2 separate regions of the Xenopus tropicalis genome follow, and region 1 is linked to region 2. A link is a contact called in public Hi-C data. All regions are on one chromosome and are shown on one strand. Each heading gives the region's core, a stretch centred on a gene start, on an enhancer-like site or on the middle of the called end of the contact. The rest is flanking DNA. Distances are from core to core; before and after follow the strand shown. Region 1 has its middle 99 kb from the start of klf6. Region 2 holds the start of klf6 (Kruppel-like factor 6).

The links. A called contact is a pair of places that touch in the nucleus more often than the background predicts.
Region 1: a contact with region 2 is called in a Hi-C map of neurula embryo, with 2.2 times the contacts expected there. The contact joins the enhancer-like site here to the promoter of klf6 in region 2. A contact is called at or near these places in 3 of 5 Hi-C or Micro-C datasets (brain, neurula embryo and tailbud embryo).

Annotation. Positions count from the first base shown.
Region 1 is chr6:20,741,338-20,745,956 of UCB_Xtro_10.0, reverse strand. No RefSeq gene overlaps it. Among named protein-coding and RNA genes, the nearest start is that of klf6, 99 kb to the right of the region's middle. Within about 2 kb of position 1,731, at least 2 of the 11 cell types and tissues checked have an H3K27ac peak or open chromatin away from gene starts, as enhancers often do. A contact at or near this core is called in neurula embryo, where this site is marked.
Region 2 is chr6:20,642,016-20,646,763 of UCB_Xtro_10.0, reverse strand. It overlaps klf6 (Kruppel-like factor 6), which reads left to right and starts at 2,505. Exons shown (of 4, transcript NM_001007505.1): 1 at 2,505-2,853. The coding sequence starts at 2,752.

The sequences.
Region 1 (4,619 bases), core at 482-2,981, 100 kb before region 2:
ATGAATTACTAAAGCACTGCACATAGTATCTTGCATTAACAGTCTAGACAACTTAATAGCAGCTATATACATTAGAATAGCAGTCACAAAATATATGCCATAGTCTTATCATCTCTAGGCTCAATTACAGCTTATCTCCAATAAGAAGTGCAAAGGATGCAATTTTCATCTATATTATACATTCAAACATGGAGGCAGATATAGCCAAGTTCCATCTGGGAAACATGTTAGGACTCATGAAAAATCGAAAAATATTGAGCTTACAGTAGATACACTATAGGCTTCTTTAATCGATTTGGCAAATATTGATTCATATTGATACGTGTTACTGTTGTAGCCCTCAGGTCAGGTTTGGCCATTCCAAAACAGTCTGGGATACTGAATTTCTACTTTCCTACTACGTTGTTGTGAGTTAGGTCAAGATAAATCCAAAAATTGTTATAGATAAGAATCAATCAGTCTACAGCGGGCTCTTTGAAAATTAGTTTTTATTTTCTGATCATAGAAAAATAATAACTATAATATAAATTAATTTGGAGAACATATCTTAAGCTACAATATTTGAAATTATTATGTATGGAATTTATACATCTTTGTTTTGTAGAAATTTTGCTCTATCTTCTAATTAGGTGTCACATTCTGCAGTGGTCTAACAGAGATTTTGGATCTTTCCAAGTTAGGACCTTAACATGGCAGGACTTGTGGGATTCGAATGAAATGGTAAAACACTCAAAACACATACATACATACATCCAAAAAAACATTTTTTCCTTGAAAATGGTGTCCCTTTACTCCAAACAGCAAAACTATATAAACATAGTAGAAAACCCAACACAGAGAAATGCTCCCTCTACAGAATGCAAAGAAAAGCTAAATATTTTCACAAGATATAACAAGGTTATGGCAAAGAGTTGTACTTCAGGTAGTTCAGGCTTTGCACGTCTGGCGGTGAGGATTAAGGAACGAGTTGCTCTAGTGCAGTGATCCCCAACCAGCGGCTCAGGAGCAACATGTTGCTCTCCAACCCCTTGGATGTTGCTCCCAGTGGCCTCAAGAAAGGAGCTGATTTGTAAATCTCTGGCTTGGGGTCAAGTTTTGGTTGCATAAAAACCAAAGGTACTGCAAAACAGCGCCTCCTGTAGGCTGCCAGTCCATATAGGGGCTACCAAATCGCCAATTACAGCCCCTATTTGTAACCCCCGGGTACATTTCTCATGCTTGTGTTGCTACCCAGTTATTTTTACATTTAAATATGGTTCATGGGTAAAAACAGTTGGGTACCCCTGCTCTAGCATAAACTTAAATTGGTCTTGTTGCCATGATGGAAACCAGTTAGGACCCTGTTGTTCAAGCATGGCTTGATAATGGCAGCCCTTAGTTTGCTATTCTTCTTTAACTAGGTTGAGATGTTGAATTTCAGGCAAAACTGTTCTGTATTGGTTGTTTTTAACAAAGAAGCTCATATTCTGTATGAGATCTCTTTTTCCATCTCAAAACAAGCAGTGCTTGGGTTCAGCTTGGAAACGCATCACACAGGTTGAGTTAACAAAATGTTCTCTTGACTATGACGTTGTTTTGTTGCATACCACAAGGTATTTTGTAAATACTAAATTGTTGCTTGTTGCAGGTTTTGCTGCTTGACTCCAGCTTTCCTAATGATTCAGTCATTAGCCCTCAATAAGCCTAAGGACAAAGACAACAATTGCCCCAATCTTCCACCCTGACAGGGAATCCCTTGTCTAGAAAACGGCATTACTGGGAGCCAACAATAGAAGTGTGGTTCTATGGCATAGGTCAAATCAGTGGGAGTGGTTGTTGCTACGATTGCATTGGATTGTTGTTGTTGTTGTTATAATAAAATGCAACAATTCTTGTTATGCCTTGAATATTATAGATAATTAGGGGCATTTATAAGGTATACACAATGGCGCGTATTTATTATGCTGTGTAAAACTAATTTGCCGAAAAAACGGAGTAAAAAGCTGTGTAAAATAAATGGAAAAGATCGCCGTCTGAACGCCGGATATTACGCGCTAAGTTCCGGTGGAAGAAAAAACGCGTAAAAATTTACGCCGTTTTACGCCATTTTTAATGTGTGGCGAATTTTCTCGCCGTTTTTTACACAGCATAATAAATATGCCCCAATGTTTTATGTCAAAACAGTGTAAAGTTTGTTTGTAAAATAAATGGTGTAAAGAGCTAATTGGCGTACTAAGAGGTGTTTTGCTGTTGTTGTTGTGGCAGACTAACTAAAAATACACAATTATTTTGTGTCACCTTTTAGACCTTGCAGAACCCAATCAAGTCAATGGGACAAATTCAGGTTGGAAAGAGTTTCTGTCTGGAAAAGCGGTGTAAAATTTTGTTTAAAAAACAGCAGTGAATTTATTAAGCTACCGCCAATGGCAATATGTCACCCATGCCAACACGTTAGCATAAAAATCATTATAAAGTGGATTTGTATGGTGTAATGTTGCATAAGTGACAATATAAATCAGAGTATTTTCCCACTTTTTGGCACAGCTTTATAAATATAAACTATTAGTTAACATTTTTATTTAAATATATAAGATTCAGTGGTACATTTCGCTATCTTTACTCATTTTTCAAATAATATTTTTTTTTAAAAATCAACAAATAGCAAAATTGCAGACGCATTTGCAATTTATACAACCAAAAGACTCAGTGTTCAAAGACAGCAGCTTATTCCGTGGGTAATTGAAGAGTTATCTGGGGTCAGTGGGACAGATTAAAACTTGCAAAGATGGAAATGTAAACACATTCTTCATAGTGAACACCTCATAGCCACAGGAATGATCTAAATGCAACAATCTATTCTCTGCGGGTTTCAGCCCCAGGCCTCTCAAGCAGCGCTAGGTTGTGATTATAGGCACAATATAAGTAGAAATCAGTAAATTAGTTAAACCTTCCTATTTGATTTAAACTCAAACATAATTACCAAAAGAACCAGAGCTCAAGGCCACATGTTCCCACACATGGTTGTGCACTTTAATTAATTTTATCCATAGTGCCTGACCTAATGGGCATATATGTTATAGAAAAGAGAGATTCAACAGACCATCTCTCAAACTTTGGTACATTTATTTTTCAAATTCTATGTTACATTAGACCTTTGATTGTTTCCCAAAGCCCCACCACCATGCTGGTAGCTTGACAGGATTATTATACTTGTATACAGTAGATTGACAGATGGGTTTTGAGCAAAGATAAGGAATATATAGGAACAAAGGACCCTAGATTGTGTATTGTATGCTCTACTAGGGCTGGGACTGTTAAAGTGGCCATACACAAAAAGCTGGCCATACACACACTGATAATATCGTAAGAAACCTCGTTTCGTACGATATTCGGTGCGTGTATGGCAAGTTGGCGAGTCGACCGATATCGCAGGAACCTGCTGATATCGGTTGACTCGCTGATCGAGCCAGTTAAAAGATTTTGATTGGGCGCTATAGAAGGCGCCTGACCAAAATCTGCCTTCAGGGCTGAATCGGCAGAAGGAGGTAGAAATCCTATTGTTTCTACCTCCTTATCTGCCGTTTCAGCCCTGAATGGTTTGTGGCTGATTGTATGATCTTTCGTGTGACCATCGCCACATATGTGGCCACCTTAAGATCGAGCGAGGTTGCCAAACAAGCAGATCTTTTCACGATATGCCCACCTACGAGTGGGCAATATCAGACTAATTAAAACGGTGGGCATATAATTATGAGCAGTAGTTGCATCCCCCCTTGTATTTTTTTAAGGGATATCTTCCATGTAATGCTTTCCCTTTGTCTTGCTAACTACTCTACTTGAAATGTAACCTTGTTCTTGAGATGTTGATATTAGACTAAAGGTGGTCTTAACGAGACAATTTCAGCTCGTTGATGCTGTCCCCGATCCAACAGAAAAATTAAACCTGCCCAATCCAGATCTGGCCAATTCAAGCCCAGATGCCGGTCTGGAAGGTCCAATGGTGTTGCCCATACATGGGAAAATAAGCTGCCGAATCAGTCTAAAGGACCATTATCCACAGCCAAAATCGACCCATGTATGGCCACCTGTAGTCTATCAACATCTCAAGAGCAAGGTTACATTTCAAGCAGAGTTACCAAGACTACATGGAAGATATGGCTAAAAAAATTCAAGGGGGAGAGGTTGCAAATACTGCCAATGATAATATATTTCAGTTACTTTGGCTTAATCCATAGAGCTGATGGCTACTACCTTTGTACCAACTTTAAATTGTCTCCCAGTCTTACCATATAGATTGGATCAGCACTTGTGCATGCCAACTAGGAGCTGCCATAGTGGATTGGCTTAGTCAGGAAGCAAACCAGTAGCACCCAGGGAGGTTAGGGCTGTGGGAAATAGAACACAAATCTCAAATACTAAGCCATAGGTTCATAAGTTGCTTTAGTTGCTCTTTAAAGGAGTTTAGAATGAAGTATAGTGACAGCCGTTACAGTATAAAACACAGAGAATAATTTAAATGTATTAAAATGTAAGGTGTGCTGAAAAAGGGAATATGGAAGGCTTTGTAGGTTGGTGCCTCAATTTAAAATTTTATACTGAGAGACACATTTCACAACAATCATAAACTGAAGCGAATCTAC
Region 2 (4,748 bases), core at 1,256-3,755:
AAACTGGTGGTTCTGTGCCTATAAAATACACAGGGGGATGGGAGTTCAGAGAGCAGCAGATATGACCAAAAGGGGAACTAGGATTTCTGAGATCCTGGCAGTTCAAGCAATAAACTTCAGTACATTTCCAAAGAGAAGAGAAGGAGGGGGGGTCAGGAGGAGGAGGAGTGTGTCGGGCTGACGACTCCTCCCCCTACTGGAGTGAATGATACTGAACAGAAAAAGTGGTAAACAACCGAAACTCCATTTTAAATCTTTGCAAAGGATACAGGGAGAGGGGGGGATTGTGGGCACTGCAAAGGCTTGCATTTCTTTTTAATTCACTGCATGCCACCGAGGCCGGTACTGCAAAATGAGCTGTGATACCAGCAAATTACTGTACAGTCAGTCCTTACCATACTTAGACTGTAAGCTCTATGGGGAACAGACCTCCCTCCATCTATATCTAACACTTCCCATTTAATCTTAACTATATCTGTCGAAATGTACTATTTATGTTCTGTTTGCCGTGTCGGCTCTGCTGATGTATTGTTTGAAATGTATTCTAGAAGCACTGTATAAATACAAATATACATACATGCCGGAACAGGCTCTCTGAAGTGCAAGCTGTATATTTTTAACAGTATCATAAAACAAATAAAAGGAACTTCCTAAACCACTACAAAGTGTAATGTTATTCACCAGGGCTGGCTGTTTAAAGTGTGCAAAACTGAAAGGATTCCCCATGATTACTCACCCTGAATTATTTATGGGAGCAAACAAAAAGTACCTGAAATACTCATTGCATTTACAAGGTAAGCTGCACTCCTCATGGAGATTAATAGGGCCCCTAGCCAGGAATCCATTGGCTTTGCAGGAAATAGGCTAATGCAGAAGAGCAAATTCCAGTTGCTGTCAGTGACAGTAAGAGGAATATGGCTGGGGTAATGAGGATATGTCACTGCATTTTCGGTTAATGGACTCTGCCAAAGGGCAATGTGCTGTTGCTGACACAGACAGCTCCAACATGCCAGTCTGAAGCTGCTTCTCTTCCACTGACCTTTCACATACATTGCAGGGAAGCCTGGAGATGGGGCTGCCCTGGGTTTTCGGATATAATGAGCCAGTTCCTAGGATACCTGCTAGTAAAACAGGGAGAGGGGGGTAAATAACATAGCCAAACAAGTCAGCAATTGGTATTATTTACATGAAAAAAAATACTCAAGTCTTTTGTCTGTAGCCATTGAGCTGTTCCTGAACTACATGTCCCATAATCCTCCAGCAGCCAACACCATCATCCATTTACCATTTTGGAAGAAAGCCGATACTTATAACCTTGTTTTTTACTTAGATTGTAAGCTCTACGGGGCAGGGACCTCCTTCCTACTGTGTCTCATACCTCATGGCACTTACTCCCTGTGTATTTATATATATTTATTTATTATATCACTTGTCCTCCCTGTGTGTAATTGTGTATTCTGTAAGATTGTACAGCGCTGCGTACCCTTGTGGCGCTTTATAAATAAAGTTATACATACATACATACATACATACATACATTTTGCCTATAATCGCAAATTATGCTTCTCTTGACCAGGAAGTCAGGCATGCAAATAAAACAAATACAAATCAAACCAAATATTATATATGTCAACACACATAACAAACTATACTAATCACACAGGTCTATACTGTTCTCCAAGGCTAAGGAATCAGAATATTTGTTTTATTTTTATTTGTAGTAGCCCTTTGGAAGCTTACTGGTTGCTACTGGCAACAGCACTTAGGCAATTTATAACCTATGCCCGTAAATCAAACCCTGTCACATGAGTAGAACTTATATACAATTTTTTATTGCTTTTTCAGCTGCAGTCACCAGCACCCCATACACCAAAACAGAATTACAGCTCGGGAACCCAATATGCGTATAAACGAGATAAAATGGCTCTCGCCAGCGTCAAAGTAACTACCGACACACTACTTGTGATAGTTTTGAACTTATTTTAATGTCAAGTATAGGCTCTAGCGCTATAAGTGAGCCCACACTGTAATTTCAACGCACATTAAGAGCTTATCATTGCCCGTACAAATAATATTTCAGTCAGAGAGCGCTACAAGAAGCGCAGCAGTGCTACTGCTCACATGCGCTCCGAGCGGCCACAGACCGCACTGTACCGAACCGCCGTGTAGTCCTTGCCTTATATACCCATCTAAAAATAGCTGGTCCGTCCCACCAGCTACCCGAGGGGAGGGGGCTGAATTTTCGAATCGAACCAATCACCGCGGCTGTCACGGACGGATTTCGTCACGCCAGAGGCATGCCCCGATGCCCCGCGTTCGCCGATTGGACGCAGCTGACATCATAGAAGCGCTTCGACCCCAACCTGCGCCTGATTGGCCGCCCCGACTGAGCCGGCGTAATGAGGATCACGTGGGGGAGGAGGCAGGCTTGGAGGTTTGAATAGGGAAGTTTTGCAGAGGTTTTACATTTCCAGTGTTTGCAAATATTGTCAGCACTGAGCAAGCTCCTCTGCTCCGAGGGGGGATCCAGCCTGCTGGGCGGCGTGGGGCTTCTGTTTATATGATTATTTCAATTGCTATGCAATGACCTTTGCATGAAACTGTGGAGTTATCATCCCATTCCGGGACGGATTGATTGTGCTTTTCCACCCTTGGGGGATCCTATTGGTTTGGAGCATCTCTCACCTCTGTCGCTTGCGTTTGCCCGATTTCTCCCTGTCTGTAGCGATTTAGTTGCGCTTCCTGTTGACCATGGATGTTCTCCCCATGTGCAGCATTTTCCAGGAGCTGCAGATTGTGCATGACACTGGCTATTTCTCTGCTTTACCTTCCCTGGAGGAATATTGGCAACAGGTAAATCAACACATTTATTTCCTATGTGTCTGTTTCATTCATTGCCCACAACTGTCACCTCCATAGGGGGGTATTAGAGCCAGTGCATTGCATTATTATTATTATTGCATGCCTAAGTGTCATTTATTTCTATTACCCCCCCCATTAAAAAAAAATATATCTATTCAGCTCATTTTTTATAAATCTCAACCCTAAAAGCACCAAGATAAAGGCTAAGTGCAGCCTTAGTGACTGCCAACCTGCAGCTGTGCCTTCAGCTTGCAACTGACAGCTAGAGGCTCACCGGGGGTACTGGGAGTTCTTTTATTTATTTATTTTCCTTTGCTACTTGGATATGACTATTTATCCTAAATGCCTGCCCCTGCAAAAATAATAATGTATATAAATATATATTTTATTACTGCTGCTTTAGAGCCGTGCAAGGCTGACAGTTTGAATGGTACGCTCGTCTGATTTACCAACATGTGCCAATGTAACGAGACTGAAAATGTTTGCGGCTCTAACCATAAACCATTAACCATAAACCTACCGGACTGGCCAGTGCCCTGGGCATCTTCGTTGGCAGCCAGATGGGCATGTAGAAAGCAGTGCCTTAGTTACAGGGGGAAATCAGCAACCACTGCGTAGAACAAGAGCTGGATTCCCGTCGGCTTAACCTTATGCATACCAGACTGGTGCCCAACGCATTGCGCATCCCTATTGGCATTCAAATGGTCACGCACAAGTGATGGTTCCATTTCAGGAAAAAGGAAGAGCTGCACGGTGTAGGAGACTCGTTAACTGTTGCTAGCCAGGCCCCCCCCCCGGTGACAGTTAGAAGCGCCTTCCCATCCAGCCTAGCTTGGGTTTCACTAACCCTGCAAACCATTTTTGGCACCAACATGAATCTTGCAGCCAGTCCAAACTCCACAGCTGGGTCTTGTCATCCAAGCCTCCAGCGTCTGTCAACTTATCCCTGTCATTACTTGCTCATCAAACAGCCATTTTATTTCCCTTTTTTGCTCTATTTTAGATTGTTACCTTATTTTATTATAAAACAAAAACCAAGATTGGGTGAAAACATGGAAAATTTCATTGGGGGGGAATATGAATGTTGCTGAGAATGAAACGTGACAGCGTCTAATTGCCCTTATTCTTTCAAAATATCCATTGTAGTCTGCCCCCATTGTATTCCTTTCCCCCAAACAATAAAAGCCCTTTATTCTGAGATCATCGTGTCAAAAGGTGCCGATTGGATTTGCCCATTGTTTCTTTTTTTATTTTAGAAGAAGTGACTTATGTTTGTCCTTGTTCCCCCATTTACAGATGTTTACGCTTTAACAAAACGAATTAAGAGATCAAATGTCTGGCTGTTTGTTTGGGGGCAGGCAAGGGGGGGGGGGTTGGTTTGGTTTGGTGAGCCAAACACTAATGTGTTACAACCTTCACATTCCTGGTTAATTGTATTCCCCCCTCCATCAAAAGGGCAGAGATCTTCAGAGTGTGATTGAAATTGATCTAAGTAGTTTCCTTCAGGCATTTTAGAGATTGGCTCGGAGCCAAGTCATGTTTTCCCGAAGCCTTCAGAGACCTTTAAAACTAATACAGAGCTCTTCCCTGGGTCTCTGTGCTCATCAACATAATGGGGTATTTAAATTCTTTGCAATATTAAAGTTTAACAGCATCACAATCAATGCTTTTTTTTTTTTTTTTTTTTTTTTTATCCCCCTCCTCCCTCAGGATCAATAAAATGCATTTCCCCCCCCTCCAGATTCTCCTTCAACAGCAAAACAGTTGTTTAATTCTAGGCGGAAAAAAAGTAACCATTGATTTTTTTTTTTTTTTTTCCACTGTGCCATCAGTTTGAGTTATGTGTTCAGTGAAGACCACAAGGAAATGCAGCATTTAGTGCAGTA